Linked DNA regions of Zea mays: region 1 is linked to region 2. A link is a contact called in public Hi-C data. All regions are on one chromosome and are shown on one strand. Each heading gives the region's core, a stretch centred on a gene start, on an enhancer-like site or on the middle of the called end of the contact. The rest is flanking DNA. Distances are from core to core; before and after follow the strand shown. Region 1 holds the start of LOC100193565 (Vesicle-fusing ATPase). Region 2 holds the start of LOC100272429.

What was found. A called contact is a pair of places that touch in the nucleus more often than the background predicts.
Region 1: a contact with region 2 is called in a Hi-C map of leaf, with 7 times the contacts expected there. The contact joins the promoter of LOC100193565 here to the promoter of LOC100272429 in region 2. A contact is called at or near these places in 4 of 25 Hi-C or Micro-C datasets (ear and leaf) and 2 of 3 datasets of contacts at active chromatin or transcription factors (leaf and seedling).

Annotation. Positions count from the first base shown.
Region 1 is chr4:153,473,309-153,479,654 of Zm-B73-REFERENCE-NAM-5.0, reverse strand. It overlaps LOC100193565 (Vesicle-fusing ATPase), which reads right to left and starts at 3,634. Exons shown (of 21, transcript NM_001358831.1): 1 at 3,366-3,634; 2 at 2,636-2,731; 3 at 2,467-2,551; 4 at 2,329-2,379; 5 at 1,976-2,146; 6 at 1,709-1,863; 7 at 1,525-1,633; 8 at 859-958; 9 at 713-768. The coding sequence starts at 3,541.
Region 2 is chr4:153,140,864-153,146,973 of Zm-B73-REFERENCE-NAM-5.0, reverse strand. It overlaps LOC100272429, which reads right to left and starts at 2,042. Exons shown (of 3, transcript NM_001146904.1): 1 at 1,704-2,042; 2 at 1,401-1,530; 3 at 1-760. The coding sequence starts at 1,839. The coding sequence ends at 91.

The DNA of each region.
Region 1 (6,346 bases), core at 2,385-4,884, 330 kb before region 2:
ATAAGATTTTCCATTTAGGCTAGCCGGACTATTGTTTTAAATAAAATCCGTAAGTAATCAAATTATACACAGTATAGTGGTGCATGCAATAGACAGTTGCAATTTACAGAAGACCTAGAATAGATGCAGGAGCTTAGCATGGGATTTAAGTATAACTAAAGAAATGTTTAGGGACAGTATATCGTAGATTCATAGGTAATAGGTTTCAGTTTCACGTAAACACAGGTATCCAGAAAAACCAATGCCTTTTAAAACTAGGTAATTTTGCCAGTGCCTTTCCTATAATACATGATCACCCACTGTAGCAACACATTTAAGAGGATAGTTCATGTAGCAGTTATAACGATTTTTTTTTGAATGAAACAATTCTGGGGGATAAAAAGCACAGTACCCTGGGAGACTGCACTGGAATCTAAACCGGAAAGAACATCATGCACTTATCTAGTGAATTATTGACAGTTATCTTTTATTGTTTTCAAGTCAGACGACTTGTTGGTCGTTCTGGCTTACCCACTTGGACGATTAATTGCGATTGGTCCAAACCGACTTGGATAATTAATCGCGACTAATCACGATTAATCAGGCAACTTGAAAACAGTTCTTTTATCTATCACCTTGTATTTGAGAAATCTGGCATCTTGCTAAAGCTATAGGCAAATGAAAATAGTACAACACACATGATGACATAAGCATAAAGGAAAATTAATTTCACCTTGCAGATGGCATCAATTTCATCGAATATGATAACATGGAGGTCACTCTGATCACCTGTGTCAGAAAGGAGGTAAAAAAATGAAGTGTTTAACAGGTTTCAATCCACAGAAATATGGGAACATTTTACCTCATGAGGGAACATACCTCGTGTTCTCTGCTCATTTTCAGCATCAGCAAACAAATCTCTCACATTCTTCTCAGTTTCTCCAACAAACTTGCTCAGAACTTCAGGTCCATTCACAATCTGAGATTGGAAAAAAGGATGACATGTAAAAGACTAATCTGACAAAAATCTAGCATTATAAGTAGAAGAAGAAGATAATATCTGTGGAATCAATGCACTGCACAGGTTTTACAAACCCTCTTACATCTATTAATTTTGAAGGATGTGCAACATGGCTAACCTACATTTCACCCTGTAGCTAAATTTTCTAGTTCTGCTTCTGCATTATTGTGTCCGTTTTCACAGATCATATAAGTACAGACCACTGGTTAATTGTGCTCCATTCAAGTATATTATCATCAATAGTACACAAAAACTTATCAGCACAATACGGACTACAACTACATTTACAGCTTTTTGTTGAATTAGTATTTACAATAACAACACTGAGAGTACCCAAAAAGTGCTAAGTTTTGATTTACTAACAATACAGCAAACAAGAAACTTCCTCAATCCAACTTTTATCTGATGTTCATATACAGTAAAATGTCCTTCATAATACTTATAAAATGAATGACAACATTCATCACACAAATGGTTAGGTAAATGACAAATTTGTACTCTGTGCTCATTAAGAAAATTCATACCTTGGGATCTTTTCCATTCAGTAACTTTCCAATTTGTCTGGCCATTAGAGTCTTGCCAGTACCAGGAGGTCCATATAGCAATATACCCTTAACATGTTTGATGCCCAACCTATAGTACTAGACCGTTAGCAAAAGATCCTGATTACAACAGTACAAAAAGTAGTTAAGCAGGTACCATACTTACTTACTGACAACATGAGGCGGAAAGACTCTTGAAGCGAATGCCCTACGAAATATGTCAGTGAATTCAGCGCTTAATCCACCTATACCCAATTTTTCCAGGTTAAACTCTTTATGTTTGAAAAGCTTGCTGCTAGCAGCTTCCTTTTGGTTGATCACCTACAGTACAAAAACAGGATATTGGAGTATGTTACAATTTATAAATAATGCTTCTGCCACATTTGCAGTTAAAACGAATGATAATAACAATATAGGGGGCGTTTGAGATTACCTTAATTCCTGAATTAGGAGCAGCCTCAAATATGATGTATGTATCACTGGACAAGAATCCTCTATCCAATGGTGTAGAACTCTCTTGACCCTCTAGCAAAGCTTGATTGACGGTGAATACATAGTTTGTTCCATAAAATTCAAATGGCACCCTTTGCCCTGAGGTCATGACCTGCAACGTGTAAACAACCCCAGGGGACCAACTTATCGGGCACATAAGTACCAATAATAAAACTACAGCCATTGATAATCCAATAATGCACTAGTGGCATCTCATGAATAGCATACACTTTAAAGCTAACCAAGCAAAAAAGGGCCCTACTCAAAGAATTTAAGTAACCGATAGTCTCGTACCTGATTCAGAAACCTCTTACGGAGTTGTTGGGCAAGCACAACAGCATCCAGCTGATAAGCCAAGACAATGAATATCAGATGACACTGATCAATCATCAAGCACTAGTAGGATCTGCATCATAAACAGTCATAGCGTACCTCGTCATTTCGGTTGGCTCTTGCCTTGGCATAATCTAGATCTAAAGTGAGCAAAGCCAACTTGAAATCATCAGGGGGGACAAAACTGGACAAAAATATATATATTGCAAATAATAAGGCAACACAGCATCATAAGGATATTCATTCAGTGGACAGTTAAACTTCCAACCTGCTAACAGTAACAGAATCCCCAGCTGAAACCTTTGCCTGCCGACGCTGAATAGCATTCAAGGCAATGCGTCCACTTGCAACAGCATTGTGGTCAGTGGATATACGTTAAGGATCAAACGTAAGAGAAAGGTTAAAAAAACTTAGGAAAGACAATACATGATATTATCAAATCTGCATAGGATTCAGCTGTTCACAAAGTTGAAACAATGTTATGTTATTTTAAAACAACTAGATTTCTAGGCCACTACCCAACGGTCACAATGTGGTGAACCCAGTTCAAAGATCTACGACTGAGCACAACATTAGAATGATAATAGCAGTATAACACTAACATGCAAATACAATAAGGAAACAGATCATTATTCAATTATACACTCATAAAAGAATGATGGTGCATTTCGAAGTTAATTCATCATTCAAGGCTTTTACACTGCAACTAAATGTCATAAAACAGATCAAACGGTTCCAGTTAACAATTACAATGCTTGCTGAGACAAATTCCACAAGGACCAAAATTTCAGTGCAATCGAATTTCCAGGTTATCACCACAAGATCGCCAAAGCTCAAATATAGTACCAGAATCAAAACATCAACGCGCGGAATTCCGTAGACCCAGGATTCAAACTGAAGCTACACCAGATCAAAGCGCCAGGCAAGCTCTCGTGCGACAGAGATCTCAGAATAAACTGTGCAGACGAGGGACTACGAGACCGTCTACAAAAGGATATCGTAGGGTGAAGACCCAGGCGTCAGCGACGAGGGCGAGCCCGTTGGGGAAGCGGCGGAGGTCAGCGGGAGAGACGTATGCGCAGTTGGTAAGGGCCAGCTCCTGGTTCGGCGTGCTGACTACCTCCATGGACGCGCCCCCGTCCCCGCCCTGATCCTGGTGATACCTTCCCGCCATGGCCGCGGCGCCGCTGCGGTGGTGAGATCTCGCTCGCAGGAGGAGATCGTAGCGGTGCGTGTGATGTCCCGCAGCTCTGATGCCTGAAGGTCGAGCACCGCCGCTGCTGGCGCCGGATCGGCCGTGCCTACCTGACCGATACGATGGGTGACAGCGTGTAGCATTAATGGGCTTTTATTTGGGCTGGACTTGAAGTATCTGCGCATCATTGTTTGGACTACAGTTGCACGTCATGGGCCAAGGCAACAGGAAGATAAAGATTGGAACAACGTGGTGTATCGGTCCTTCGGTTTTCTGGTGTCCAGCAACCGATCAAAACACCGTTTGAAGCACCAAAAATGGTGGACGGGCCGGACGATCCACCCTCCCACGATTAGATTAGTTTAGGCCATTATTCTTATCTCGTGTGTGACACGTAAAAGTTATTGGCTATCGCTTAGAAATATGTCTAGACCTCATCCTCTATAAATATAATGGGGTACGGCCGATTGAGAACCACCGAACACATTCTAATCGAACCAATTACTTTCTTTATCATTTCTGCTCTAGGAGTAGATGTAGCGTAGTTCTAATTGTAACCTTTCGCACATTCACCTTCACCCCCTATTCGACTCTACGTCGTCTAGATCCGTCTTGGGTGGTCTGGCGACCCCATGACGACCCTAGGATCTTACGCCTTCCTGGGGCAAGATCTAGTTGTCCACCTATGGTCTCTTCCTCGAATTGATCTCTTAATTCCTATGCGACTACACGTCGTCTAGGGACGTCCCGGGTGAGCTGTCGACCAGGGCGCCCTAAAATCTCTTCCCCCAGGGGGCGAGATCTAGGTTCCAGCGAGGAGGAGGAAGACCCTACACCATAGCGGACCGTCCGGGCCTGTGCGCGGACCGTCCGATGCAAAGCAAGGAAGACGTTGCTCCTGCGCTCAGGTCACGGACCGTCCGCGCCGCCACAGTGGGCACCGCCAGGTGGTACACCCTGAGTGATTGGCGCTGCCCAGATCGAGGGCCAACATACTTTTTGGCGACTCCACTGGGGACGAGGTTGCAGATCTACAAAATCAGGTTTATATGTGAAAGTCGCATAGAGGGGGTGAATAGGCAAATCTGAAATTTATAAAGTTTAAGCACAACTACAAGCCGGGGTTAGCGTTAGAAATAAAAGCGAGTCCGAAAGAGAGGGTGAAAACAAATCACAAGCAAATGAAGAGTGTGACACGATGATTTGTTTTACCGAGGTTCGGTTCTTGCAAACCTACTCCTCGTTGAGGTGGTCACAAAGACCGGGTCTCTTTCAACCCTTTTCCTCTCTCAAACGGTCACCTAGACCGAGTGAGCTTTTCTCCTCAATCAATTGGGACACTTAGTCCCCACAAGTACCACCACACAATTGGTGTCTCTTACTTTGATTACAAAGATCTTGGGAACAAGAAATGGGAAGAAAAAAGCGATCCAAGCGCAAGAGCTCAAAAGAATACGGCAAAACTCTCTCTTCTAGTCACTATTGCTTTGAGTGGAATTGGGACTTGGAGAGATTTTGATTCACTCTAATTGTGTCTTGTATTGAATGCACTAGCTCTTGTATTGAATGTGTTGGCTGAAAAACTTGGATGCCTTGAAGTGTGGTGGTTGGGGGTATTTATAGCCCCAACCACCAAAGTGGTCGTTGGTGCGCCACCGGACACTGTCCGGTGCGCCAGCCACGTCACCCAACCGTTAGGGTTCGACCATTGGAGCTCTGACAAGTGGGGCCACTGGACAGTCCAGTGGTGCACCGGACAGTCACTGTTCACTGTCTGGTGCGCCTTCTGCGCCTGCTCTGACTCTGCCCGCGCTGTCCGCGCACTGTTCACGCATTGTTCACTTTTGCAGACGACCGTTGGCGCTGTTAGCCGTTGCTCTGCTTGGCACACCGGACAGTCCGGTGCTACACCGGACAGTCCGATGAATTATAGCGGAGTGGCTCCCCAAATTCCCGAAGCTAGCGAGTTGGAGTTGATCCACCCTGGTGCACCGGACACTGTCCGGTGGTGCACCGGACAGTCCGGTGCGCCAGACCATGGCAGCCTTCGGTTGGTTTTGCTCCTTTCTATTTGAACCCTTTCTTGGACTTTTTATTGGTTTGTGTTGAACCTTTGGCACCTGTAGAACTTATAATCTAGAGCAAACTGGTTAGTCCGATTATTTGTGTTGGGCAATTCAACCACCAAAATCATTTAGGAAAAGGTTTGACCCTATTTCCCTTTCAATCTCCCCCTTTTTGTGATTGATGCCAACACAAACCAAAGCAAATATATAAGTGTAGAATTGAAATAGTTTGCATAAAGTAAGTGCAAAGGTTACCTGGAATTAAACCAATTTACATTTTTATAAGATATGCATGGATTGCTTTCTTCATTTTAACATTTTGGACCACACATGCACCACTTGTTTTGTTTTTGCAAATTTTTGTAAAATTCTTTTCAAAAATATTTTGCAAATAGTCAAAGGTATATGAATAAGATTGAAAGAAGCATTTTCAAGATTTAAACTTTTCTCCCCCTGTTTCAAATGCTTTTCCTTTGACTAAACAAAACTCCCCCTTAATGAAATTCTCCTCTTAGTGTTCAAGAGGGTTTTAGATATAAATTTTAAAAGAGATCATACCAATTTGAAATTGTATCAAAAATAAGATACCAATTGAAAAACTTCTTTAATACAAATTGAAAGACTCATTTTTGAAATTGGTGGTGGTGCGGTCCTTTTGCTTTGGGCTAATACTTTCTCCCCCTTTGGCATGAATCACCAAAAACGGATACTTGTTAGT
Region 2 (6,110 bases), core at 793-3,292:
TAAGCCGTAGAGGCATGGCCAGTTGGCTACTGCCGCTTGCCGTACCCGTACGTATGTGTACCGTGTACGTACGTGGTGCTGGCTACGTCTTCACTTGAAAGCCGAGTCCAGGGACGCCTCAGCGAGCACGTCGAGCGGCGGGAACAGCGAGAAGCCGCCGTGCCGGCCATGGAACAATCCCAGCTCTTCGCCCGCGAAGTCGAGGAACATCTGGTACTTCGCCTCCAGCGCCTCCGCCACCTCCGTCTCGTTGTCGTTGGACGCCGCCGAGGAGTCGTCCCTGAGGCCGAGCAGCAGCGCCCGCGGCTCCTGCTTGATCGCCGTGTCCTTCCTCTTGACGACGGGCGCCGGAAGCGCGGGCACCGCTGGCGTCGTGTCCGTCTTGCGGCGGAAGGAGTCCCCGATGTCCGAGCTCCACAGGCGCAGGAAGATGTCCGCGGGGTTGGAGGCCTTGTTGTCGGCCGCGCCAGCGACGGTGGTGGAGGACGAGGAGGCTGCAGACGTGGTGGTGGTGGCTGTGGTGGTCGCGGTGGTGCCGGAGGAGGCGGCGGTGGCGGCGAGGAGGGAGAGGCGCGCCTCGGCCTCGAGCCTGGCCGTCTCCCACTGCGCCATGTGGCGCGCGGCGGGGCAGCCGGCGGCCGGGCCGGGCGGGGGCTCGTCGAGGCCCATCCGGCGCAGCTGCTTCTTGAGGTGCGTGTTCCAGTAGTTCTTGATCTCGTTGTCCGTCCGGCCTGGGAGCTGCGCCGCGATCATGGACCACCTTGAGGTACCAGGATCAACACCAGATAAAAAAAACCGTCAACGTATGCCGTTCGTTCTCGAGAGAATGCAACAATATTATTTATGACAATCAAACTGTCCAAGTTTATAGTAATTAGCACCAGCGTGTGTATACCTAATTTAATGACACTTCTTTTTGTACTGAAAATGTTTGTATTTTTTTATATAAATTTAGTTGAAGTTTAGACCGTTTGACTCTTCAAGCAGCGAGAATAGTTTGCAAACTTTTTTTCCGGAGAGGGAGAGAGTTGTCCTGCCAATAGCAATCAGCCAATCACCAATTGCCGTGGCAGAAATATGAGCAGACAGGGCTCTAGTAAATAGGAGTACTACGTCTACGAGAGCGAGGCAATAGCAATACACATCCGGCATGCTGAAGGCGCCAGGTTTTGGACGCGATGCCTTGGACGGAGGTGGCATCATTCAATGCGACGCGATGCTTTGCGACAGTGAGGCGCTGCGCCGAGCAGTACACCGGCAGTGCGAGCTCTCTAAGCTATGATGAGTGAGTGAGATGAGAGCATGACGAGAGAGGAAACGTGCTGCTCTCTGCCGGTGCCACAGATCGAATGGGACGGGCAGGCAGTTGCTACCTCGGCTCGGCAAAAAAGTTTTCTTACTTGTTGCCGACGATGGCGTGGAGCTGGACGATGGACTTCTCCTCCTCGGCTGTGAAGGGCCCGCGCTTGATGTCCGGCCGGAGGTAGTTGGTCCACCGCAGTCGGCAGCTCTTGCCGCACCGGTTCAGCCCTGCATGCCATTGCCATCCCAGAAATAGAGTAAGCATCGTTCACTCCGGCGAGGAATTTGGTCGGCATTTTAGGCCAGTGCGAGTGCGACACCAATGGTCGGGCAGAACTAAGCTAAGACGACGACGGTGGAAACCGCGAAGAGAAGGGACTAATAAAGAGAGGAATTCTGACCTGCGAGCTTGGGGAGCAGGCGCCAGCTGCCATGGCCGTTGGTCTGGATGTAGTCGACGAGGAGCTTGTCCTCCTCCGGCGTCCAGGGCCCCTTCTTGAGGCCCTTGTTCTTGTCGCAGCAGGGTGCCCTTCCCATCGGCTCGGCCGCCGCCCGCCGAACCGCTCTCGATCGCGCTGCCGCCTCGCTCTTCGGCTCTTCCCAACCCCCACAGCACAAACGCGCGTGCGCGCTCTGAAACTAACGCGTCGCGACGACACCAAGCACCAGAGGTCGCGCGGCGCTCAAAGGCGCTTTTTTTTGTCTTGTGGGTGTGATGTGTGTGGGAGGGAGGATTGGTCGAGGCAGGGGTCAGGGGAAAAGCGGCCGCGGATGACGAGGAGGGTTTTGTTTGCGGCCGAGGAGGATCCCCGGGGTGCGCTATTAATGGCGGAGATTTCCACCTGCTGCCTGCGACAAGACGACGGAGTAGACGGGTGGCGTGGGGGAAGCGGAAGGGAAGGGAAGGGATGGACTGGGAGGGAAGCAGTGCAGAGGCCTCAAGCTCAGCGGTTCTGGTTTTGCGTGTCGAACTCGGACCGTGCGGCCATGGCATTGGCGCCATCCCCATATCATGGGCTGGTTGATTGGATATGGCGCTGCCCGGTGGGCTATAAAAGCAGGTGTTTGGATATTAATGACTAGTAGAAAACTTTAGTTCGTGTCACTTAAATTCTAGTTAGAAGTATTAAATATAGCTTTATTATAAAACTAGTTACACAAAAAAAAACTAAACGACAAAACGAAACCATGAAGCTTAATTAGTCCTACATTAAACATCTCACGTCGTTTAATTATTATTTATGTAATTAGTTTTTTTATAATTAAACTATATTAAACGCTTGTAACTAACATTTAAACATATCATGTTACACAAACTAAATTTTAACTAGGAGGATTGAGACACGAGGGTAGGGATGTCTACATGTCTGATTTATTATTGGTATAAAATGTGGATATCCGTAGTATTATATGTATGTGCTTTTAATTATATTTATTCTATGTCTAAATTTATATTTATGTAATTATGGATGTCTACATGTCTGATTTATCATGGGTCCATTTCTTTTCATGTTGCCTTTGCCTAGTAATGCAGTTTGTGTACTGGGCAAAAGCACACAACGCTTGGTTTAGCTCCTTGGCTTTGGACTACCCAAATAAATACCCTAAGTCACATTATCTCATTACGCGTTAATTGATGAAGGTATATCTCATATTATTTCGACACTTTGACAACTATCTTATACAGAGGAAACCATAGGCCGACCTTGAAGAAACTTCAGAAGATTAAAACCTCATTTTTTTTTCTGTGGCTGAGGAACAGTGTCCTCTTCACCAAGCCTGATGCTTTCACTAACTCCAAAGTACCCATATTTCTTCATCACTTCTACGTGCCCCTTCTTCATCATCGACTTTTCGAAGCTCACATGGCTCGGCTTCGTCGAGCGAATGTCGGTATCATCCTCTTAAACTTCAAGTTCTTTGCCACTTTCTTCATCTGACTCATCTTCGTCAAGATCAACTACAATATATTCAACATTTCCTTCTTTGACCTGGGTTATCGCTTTGGCTCCAGTAGCTAGGGTGCTGTCCAGCAGTCATTTTGATTACCGCCATTTGCAAGCGTACCAAGATCAAACTTCCTAAGCTCACGAAAATCAATAAAGCGAATAAGTTTCGGAGGCAAAAAAAATGGTGGTAGCAACAACAGAAAATGTGGGGCCTAACCCATGCGGGTGAGCTCTGTTATTATAGTTAAAAAAAACACAAGAGTCGAGGAGTCAACTGGTGCTCACTCGCTGTCGGTGGACTACCAATGCTGATTTCCGCCACTCACGCTACAAAGCATATTTGAGAATATCTGTTTTTGACAACGCTCTCGTGGAAGGTGTTTTTCAGACCTTTGGCACAAGATATTCTTCGTTTAATGCGTGATCTGAGTCCATTATATAAAATGAATTAATTCTGCAAGGGGCTACTTTTGGGAGAGTGCCTCTGGCCGAAGGTCCTCAAGCTAACGAGTTCCAATTATTTCTAAGTCTGTTACAGGACGAATAATATGAGCTTCGGATGGGGGACACCTTTGTGGTGTTAAGAACAAGGTGATAACACCGTCAGCATGAAGCAGCTGAAGCAAGTAACAAGAAGACAAAGGAAGGCTCAAGCGGCGTGCGCAACACGTCTTTAAGAAGAAAATATTATACTACACTCGACTAGATTTGTAGATCATATGTATAGGATTTAAGTATATAAATATAATTTTATACGAAGTTTTACGTTGCTCCATCACTATTAATAGCGGTACAATGTCCATGCATTGCGGACCTTTTTCATCGTTCGCATATGCACCCACCCTCGGATCGCTCAATATCCGAAGTTGAAAGGCATAAACGTCTTCAGGCCATCTTCGAGCATTCCAAAGGTAGCCTTGTAATCTTATGAAACTAAAATAAAGAAAATAAAAAGGTAAAGCTTATGTCTTATGATCCATATACTCTCATACCTTCATGTTTTACCTTAATAAACATTCTTATTCATTCTAACCTTCTCCCCTTGATCTACTTCTTCACAATGTGTAAATCGAGGGAAAGAACTATGTTATTTTAATTGGGTTGTACTGTTTTGGTTCTCTACATGAATCTAAACATGTTCCCAACCAATACTTGTAATAAAAACTGGTAATGTTATAACAATTATTTTTATATAAATACTTGTAATAATTAATACAAGTATTCATGAATAATTATTTAACTTGAGTAAAATCATCATTTCATATGAAAGTTAATATTACTTGAGGCCAGAACTAATGGTAGTGCCATATAAAAAACAAAATTTACATCCAGTGTTAAAATAAGAAATTTATATTTTGAGGATCAAGAAATGAACCAAAAAAATAGTAGTAAATAAGAAATTGTCTCTTGTTTGATTGGAGAGATAGAATCGTCCATGCTTTTATGTTTTCGTTTGAAGAATTAGAAAAGATAGGATAGAGGACTGTTTTGCATCCCTTAACAACCGTCAAGGCGTTCAGGGAGTCCATGGGTGTGATAATGGATCACCGTTTCACCAACCAAATATTTTTTTTCACGACTCGTTTGAGTCATTAATTTATTTTAGTTCAAAAATAAATATAAATAAAGTCTGATCTTAATATGGTCCGATTCTTAAATTTTAAAGTATAAAATTTAAATCTATTGTCATTATACTTTTTTCTTCTTTCATTTCTCAAAGTTGAGGTCGTGTCTAGGGCTGGAAACGAGCCAAGCTCGATTCGACTCTAGCTTCCCAACTGAGAGATTAGACTATAGTTTGGCTCGTTCAGTAGTTTTATTTAAGCTCACGAGCTTTACCGACACTAAACAAGCTTGAGCAGGCTTGCAAGCATCTAGCTTTTTTTTCACTTTGTCCAATCGTCCATCCATAGCTCGGTCCAACCGTCCTTCAACACCAGCAGGGGGTCCAATTGCCTCGTACGGCCACCCCTCCCTGGTCGGCGCAGTAGCCCCACCCGACTGCCCCTGGGAGACGGCCGGGGTTGCCACTTGCTTGGCCCGGCGGCGCAGCTGTGTCTTAGCCTCTATGGGGCGCAGCCATCTGTAGGGCATGGGCTCCGCGGCGGTGCGACTAGCCTGGGGGGAGGCCGGGAGCTCCCTGACAACACCGATCGGCCCGTACTCGACTTGCGGCATTCATTCACGGGGGCGTGATTGAACCAGCATCTCGAGGAAGAAGCTGCAAGAAATGGTGATGCCACGGAAGGGGACGACGTGGTACTTGAGTAGCATACATTTAGAGCTTCCATCCATCGGAACTGAGTACTAAATTAATTTTATTATATATTCTTAGAGCGAGCTTGTCATATTTTGCCTACACAACCAACTCGAGAAGATTAATTCAACGTAAAAGTCCAAAATCTTTAGGATGACGTACGTTGTATTGGAGCACACGACATCTAGAGCTAGATCGTCCAGCTACCCTAAACAGGAGAGCGTAGTGAGTATATCACACTTATATGGTGAAGAATATAAAGGTTCATGACCAAACTATCAAAGGATAACTAGTCACTTTAGAACGATTAGTTTCTTGCAAATTAACCGTCGAAACTCTCGCACGGAAGGGACCCCCGCCGGGGCAAGGATATTGTTAGGTTTCTCGAGGTCGTAGGTCCGGAAGCCTAGAGTATCTTTCTTGGTCATTAGATCAAGTGATAAATAGGTTGTTTACTTCAGATTAAAGTTAATTGTTCGTACTGTTGTAGATGCAATTTATTGAGACAAAACACTATAAAAACATAAAAACAGTAGAAATCTTTTCGGGTTAAAGCCAATTGAACAGCATGCAATAGCAATGTGCGGTTGAGACGTAGACAG